Linked DNA regions of Mus musculus: region 2 is linked to region 1. Evidence: chromatin contacts called from public HiChIP or PLAC-seq data. All regions are on one chromosome and are shown on one strand. Each heading gives the region's core, a stretch centred on a gene start, on an enhancer-like site or on the middle of the called end of the contact. The rest is flanking DNA. Distances are from core to core; before and after follow the strand shown.

The links. HiChIP or PLAC-seq counts read pairs in DNA pulled down with a chosen protein or histone mark.
Region 2: an H3K4me3 HiChIP or PLAC-seq map of bone marrow-derived macrophages shows a contact between it and region 1, with 4 times the contacts expected there. The contact joins two enhancer-like sites. A contact is called at or near these places in 1 of 484 Hi-C or Micro-C datasets (nephron progenitors), 4 of 115 datasets of contacts at active chromatin or transcription factors (bone marrow-derived macrophages, embryonic limb bud, large pre-B cells and 1 more) and 2 of 9 other capture datasets (embryonic stem cells and embryonic tail).

The regions. Positions count from the first base shown.
Region 1 is chr14:21,193,213-21,196,012 of GRCm38.p6, reverse strand. The region is part of intron 4 of Adk (adenosine kinase); the gene reads right to left. Among named protein-coding and RNA genes, the nearest start is that of Adk, 140 kb to the right of the region's middle. Within about 2 kb of position 1,467, at least 56 of the 459 cell types and tissues checked have an H3K27ac peak or open chromatin away from gene starts, as enhancers often do. A contact at or near this core is called in bone marrow-derived macrophages, where this site is marked.
Region 2 is chr14:21,678,319-21,681,209 of GRCm38.p6, reverse strand. All of the region lies in intron 3 of Dupd1 (dual specificity phosphatase and pro isomerase domain containing 1), which reads left to right. Among named protein-coding and RNA genes, the nearest start is that of Dupd1, 35 kb to the left of the region's middle. Within about 2 kb of position 1,424, at least 55 of the 459 cell types and tissues checked have an H3K27ac peak or open chromatin away from gene starts, as enhancers often do. A contact at or near this core is called in bone marrow-derived macrophages, where this site is marked.

The DNA of each region.
Region 1 (2,800 bases), core at 218-2,717:
CACATTTAAAGCAAAGTACTCCTGAAACCATCCTGCTGGACGAGCATGAGCACCGGAGAGGGGACTCCCTGTGTGTGCATGTGTGTGTGTGACCATGCAGATATGACAGTGATATGCTAACACTTGGGGGGGGGGGAGACAGGAGGTTGCCTGCACTTCAGTCAACTTCAAGGTTCAGCAAAAGACTATCCAGATATAGAAACACTCCAACGTTGTCCTCTGACCTCCACATGAGTTCAATAACACACACGGTGTGTGTGTCTGTCTGTCTGTCTGTCTGTCTGTGTCTCTCTCACTCTCTCACACACACACATTCATGAGTGAGTGCACACACAGTCATACACATACACACAATCACATACGTAAACATACAGAGTCACAATACACACGTACACAGTCACACACATTAACACACATGCACAAACACAGAGTCACACAGAGACACATGCACACACACAATACAAACAACAAATTGGAGAAACATTTAACTGGGGACGTGATAGGCCCTAAGGGTAAATTACTATGACTGATTAGCTAAACTGACAGAGTGTCCAACCACCTTCTAAATGCCTGTTTACAGCCAGAGAACTAATGAGAGAAGCATTTCTTTCTTGAAAATAGCCGAGAAGGCAGAAGCTTAATATTTCCAAAGTGAGTGTTGATAATAAAGGACGGGTGAGAGCAAAGCTATAAATAAGAAATGTAGCCGGGCAGTGGTGGTGCACGCCTTTAATCCCAGCACTTGGGAGGCAGAGGCAGGCGGATTTCTGAGTTCAAGGCCAGCCTGGTCTACAAAATGAGTTCCAGGACAGCCAGGGCTATACAGAGAAACCCTGTCTCAAAAAAACCAAAAGAAATGTATACCAGTCCCAATAAGGCTCAGGGAACATGACATACAGCTTCACTGAAAGAACAAAACTATGAGAGCAATGACCATGCTCTGAAATGATGAACTGAAATAAATCTTCCTCCTTTCAAGGTGTTTATCTCAGATATATAAACATGGCAACCAAAATCTGACTGAAACAAACCCTTATACCACTTTTGAAAAAAATAAGGTGGTTTGATTTTAATGAAATCAACCATACATTCCGAGGTTGATTCAGAAATCACACTCCCAGTGAAATGGAACTTTATGTTAACACAAAGATGCATAAACAAATGTTTATAGCAGTTTTTTCCATAATTGCTCCAAATTGGAAACAATCCAAATACTACTCTAGAGTGAATGGAGACACAGTATACTATACATCACGATAATGGAAAACCACTCAGCTGTAAAACCAAACAAAGCAAAGCTCTGTCTACTTACATACGACAAAAATGCATGACTGTAAGGTACCTTTCTGTCACAGGCAGGAAGCCATATTCAAAGACCATGCACGCACGATCCCGAGTTAGTGAGGGCTGGGAACTCAGGCTGGAGAGAACTGAGCCGGGTTGCTTTGGAGGAGGAAGTAATATCAGAAAGCCAAAATGAAAGGAAGAGCTTGCTTTCTGTTCCTCTCGTGCCAACCCTTCATGGAGTGACATCCTGCTCAAGGGTCAGGTGCACATATAAAGGGGTAGGGAGGGGTTGTGGTCTACCAAGAGGCTGGGCAACAAAACCCTCCTGTTATTTTTGGGACCTGGGAGTCTGGTAAAGACTGGAAAGGTTAGAATTTTGAGAAGAATAAAACGAAGCCAGAAATGAAGCAAAGTGTCTTCCAGCTTCCTTTCCCTCTGCCCATGGGTAAAGCCTTGAGGGAGGTGTGTGAGGAATGTACTGACAAAACCTGCCAGTGCCTGGAACTGAGCTATGTGTAAAGAGCATGTGTGAGGCCTTGACTGTCACTCACTTCTTTAGCAACTGCTAGGGAACATACATGCACCAAATGTGACACACATAGGGTGATTTGTCCCTGAATCCTCTCTGGTGAAACTTTGGTTCAGTGTATGATGGGGTTTGAAGAAAAAAGAAAATCACACACAGGGGTTTGGTGATGTCTCGGTTGGCAAAGTGTTTGCTGTGTGTCTTGGTTAGGGTTTCTATTGTGGTAATAACACACCATGACCAAAAAAACAAAAAACAAGTCTAAACTCTAAACAAAAGGGTTTATTACAGCTTACAACTCTAGTATAACAAAAGATCAGGGCAGAAACCTGGGGGCAGGAATGAAACAAAGGTTAGGTAGGACAGTGCCTATTCCCTTCTTGACCATGGGCTTGCTCAGGTGGCTTTCTTGTATATCCCATGACCCCAGGGTGGCACCACCCACAATGGGCTGGTTCCTCTCATGTCAATCACTAATTAAGAAAATGTCCACAGGCAAATCTTACTGAGGCTTTTCTTTTTAAATTGGTTCCCTCTTCTCAGATAACTCCAGCTTTTGTCATGTTGACATACAAACAAACAAACAAACAAACAAACAAAAACAAACCATCAACTGGAGACTGTGTAAGTGCCAGGTCCTGCACTTTCCTAAAAGCATTGAACATCATGGTGTGGGAAGGCAGAAATGAGCAGATGCCTGGAGCCTTCCATCCAGCTAACCATCCTAGCTGAGTTAAGGAGCCCAAATCAATGAGAAATCCAGTTTGGAAAAACAAGGGCCAGCTCTTGATGAATGATACACAAGGTTGTCCTCAGATCTCCATACACACTTGCACACATGATCACGTAGACAAACACAGAAACACACATTCTACGAAACGCTAGAAATGGCAAAATCATATGAATAAAAAATTAGGAAGGAACAGACTGCATTTCACCCAGAAGGTAACTTAAAAAAAAGGCCTACTACTAATTCTAGAAAGTCTG
Region 2 (2,891 bases), core at 175-2,674, 490 kb before region 1:
TCTGGGGATGGGACTCAGGTCATTAGCTTGCCCAGTAAGCAGTTTTCCCCAGGGAACCATCCCACAGGCTCCTGATATATCTGATTTGAGTGATAGAAGCTCACCTTTTGGTCACCGCTGAAAACAAGTAGTTGGATGAGGTAGAGTTTTTGAAAGTTTATTTTGAGATAAGGTTTTATTTTGTAAACCAAGCTGGCCTCAAACCTTGAATTCATGATAGCCCTGATACCTCTGCCTTATAGTTATGAACTACCATGCTCAGGTAGGTACATTAGAAATCTTGAATTTAAACTTTTTTTTCATACAATTATGGCATCTTTCCTTCTGGTAAATATTTTTCTGAAGCCAGCATTTTTCAGACATAGACTGCAACCTTATCAGTGGGTCATAAAAGCAAAATGGTGGATGTGCCCACTGTTCCTTTTCTGCTTTTTTAATTGAATAGAAAGAATAGAAAATAATAGCACAAATTGCGTGTAGCAGAGGTACATATTATGTGTAAAACCTTTATCTGGCTCACACAAGGGCAGCAAGCACAGGGAAGTTCCGGGCTTCGATGTCACACTGCCTGGGCTTGGATCGAGGTCTGCCATTCACTGGCCGTGCAACTGGGACGAGCCACTTCTCCGTATCTCCTTCCACGACCTCATCTGTAGAATGGTGATGACAGTTTGACTGAAGCCACTGGGTAGTTTCAAGAATTGACTACAATAAAATGTATGAAGTAAGTGCATGGGCACTAGGTACCCTGGTGCAAACCCGAGACTCCAGCCATCCAGGGAGGCAGAAGCAGGACGATTAAGAGTTCAAGGCCAGGCCTCAGAGATGCTGCAGGACCCTGTCTCAAAAGCACACAAACAAACAACCCATAAATTACCCAGAAGATTGCCCAGGGTAACTGAGGTTACCCAGGAGTCAGCTGTGAACTGAACCAGAAAACAGTCCCAACAGCTCTCCCTTACCTCAGGACCCTGCAGAGAGGCTGGTGTCAGGGTCACAGGCCTCTGGGTTTCTTGAAGTTCAGACAAGGACTGAGAACAGGCCTCCCTCACTACCCCTGTTTTCTGCCACCAACACTGGGCCTCAACAGTGGGACTTGGCAGAGCCCCAGAGCCAAGAGGGAACAGGACTCCGAGGTTCTGGTGACAGGAAATTGGTGGGGCCCAGGGGCACCTGAGACCTCCAGAGAACAACCCACTCTTGCCCTGGGGTAGTGGGCCTCTTTCTCCAGGCTGACAGCATTAATGAGAACCACATTTGGCTCTAAGAGTTCCGTCAGAGCTGAGAGCCCCCTTCTCTCCTTCCCCCCCCCATCTTCCTTCCCCGTCTTCTTCCTCTCTGCTTTCTCTCCACAGACTTTAGGTTCCCCAAAGCTTAATAGGTTACAGCTTTCATCTGTTACAAGTGCTTAGCTGTGACAGGAGAGGAAGGAGCACATCGGTTGTCAGCAGAGCTGGCCAGGGGCCAGGCAGCATCTGTCTGGAACACTCTATTGGGATTAGAACGCCAGAGGTAGATGCTCATCTGCGTGGATGGTCACGCTGGATGAAAATGTGGACCAGCGCCCCCTTAATGACACAGGGGGTTGCGGCCTGCCCTCCTTGCTGGCTGGGGTAGACAGAGAAAGGCACTAATTGTGAGGAGGTGGAGAGCACCTCTGTGCCAGCCCCCAGCACATCAGTGGTCCTTGCAGCTGGTCATGGTGCCTAGGACTTCCCATCCCACTTGGAGTGAGAAAAGTAGAACTAACTGTGTGTGGATTCTTTCTTCCTTCCTTCCTTCCTTTCTTTCTTTCTTTCTTTTTTTTTAAGATTTGTTTATTTATTATATGTAAGTATACTGTAGCTGTCTTCAGACACACCAGAAGAGGGCATCAGATTTCATCATGGATGGTAGTGAGGTATCATGTGGTTACTGGGATTTGAACTCAGGACCTTCAGAAGAGTAGTCAGTGCTCTTAACCGCTGAGCCATCTCTCCAGCCCCTGATTCTTTCATTTCTTATGTTGTCTTGGCTTCTTTCCCTTGTCTGGGCTTGGTCCCACGAAGAAGGGAGAGCTAAAAAGGTCAGAGAGCCATGCCCATGAAGAAACTGTCCACAGGCAACTTCCTGTTTATCTCTCCAGCTATCAGGCTGAGAAGCAGAAAGTCAGGGCATCACTTTGGTCACACAGCCACAGATAGCCCAGCCAGCTAGATGAATATCAGTAGAGAGTCACTCAGCCATGGGAAACAGTGGGGGTGGGGAGAGAGAGAGAGAGAGAGAGAGAGAGAGAGAGAGAGAGAGAGAGAGAGAGAGCGCCGAGAGCCAAACCTCAGAGCACAGTGGCACAGAAAGGGCCTCCAACACAGTTTTGCATTAAGATACTTCTGGCATTAGTATTGTGGGTGACCTCTGGCAAGAAATTGAAATTGCACCTCCTGAACCTGTCTCTCCATCTGCAAGGCAGGGACAATGATAACAAGGTTTAAGTCAAAGCTGAAATGAGACAGGGCCAACGGGTGTCCTGGGTGGGCTCTAGAGCGCCACCAAGTGGAGGCCTGAGGGACCTGGTTGCTTGTACATCATTTTTAAGGGAATCAATCGCCTGCCCCCTCCCCAGTGTAAGCAATGATTATTTGTATATTTGATGCATGTGACATTGTTCATACTAAGGCACCATTGTCTTTGTGTATGTGACAAGGACTAAGTCAGATTGTATCCTAACACTGTCAAAAGAGTCAATTGCTTACAGGTTCTACTAGCAGGGTGTGGTGATGCATTCTGTTTAAATTGTTTAATCCTGGCACTTGAGGGACTAAGGCAGGAGGATGTTGAGATGAGTTTGAGAACATCCTGGGTTACACAGGGAAACTCTGTCCATGTACACACACACACACACACACACACAC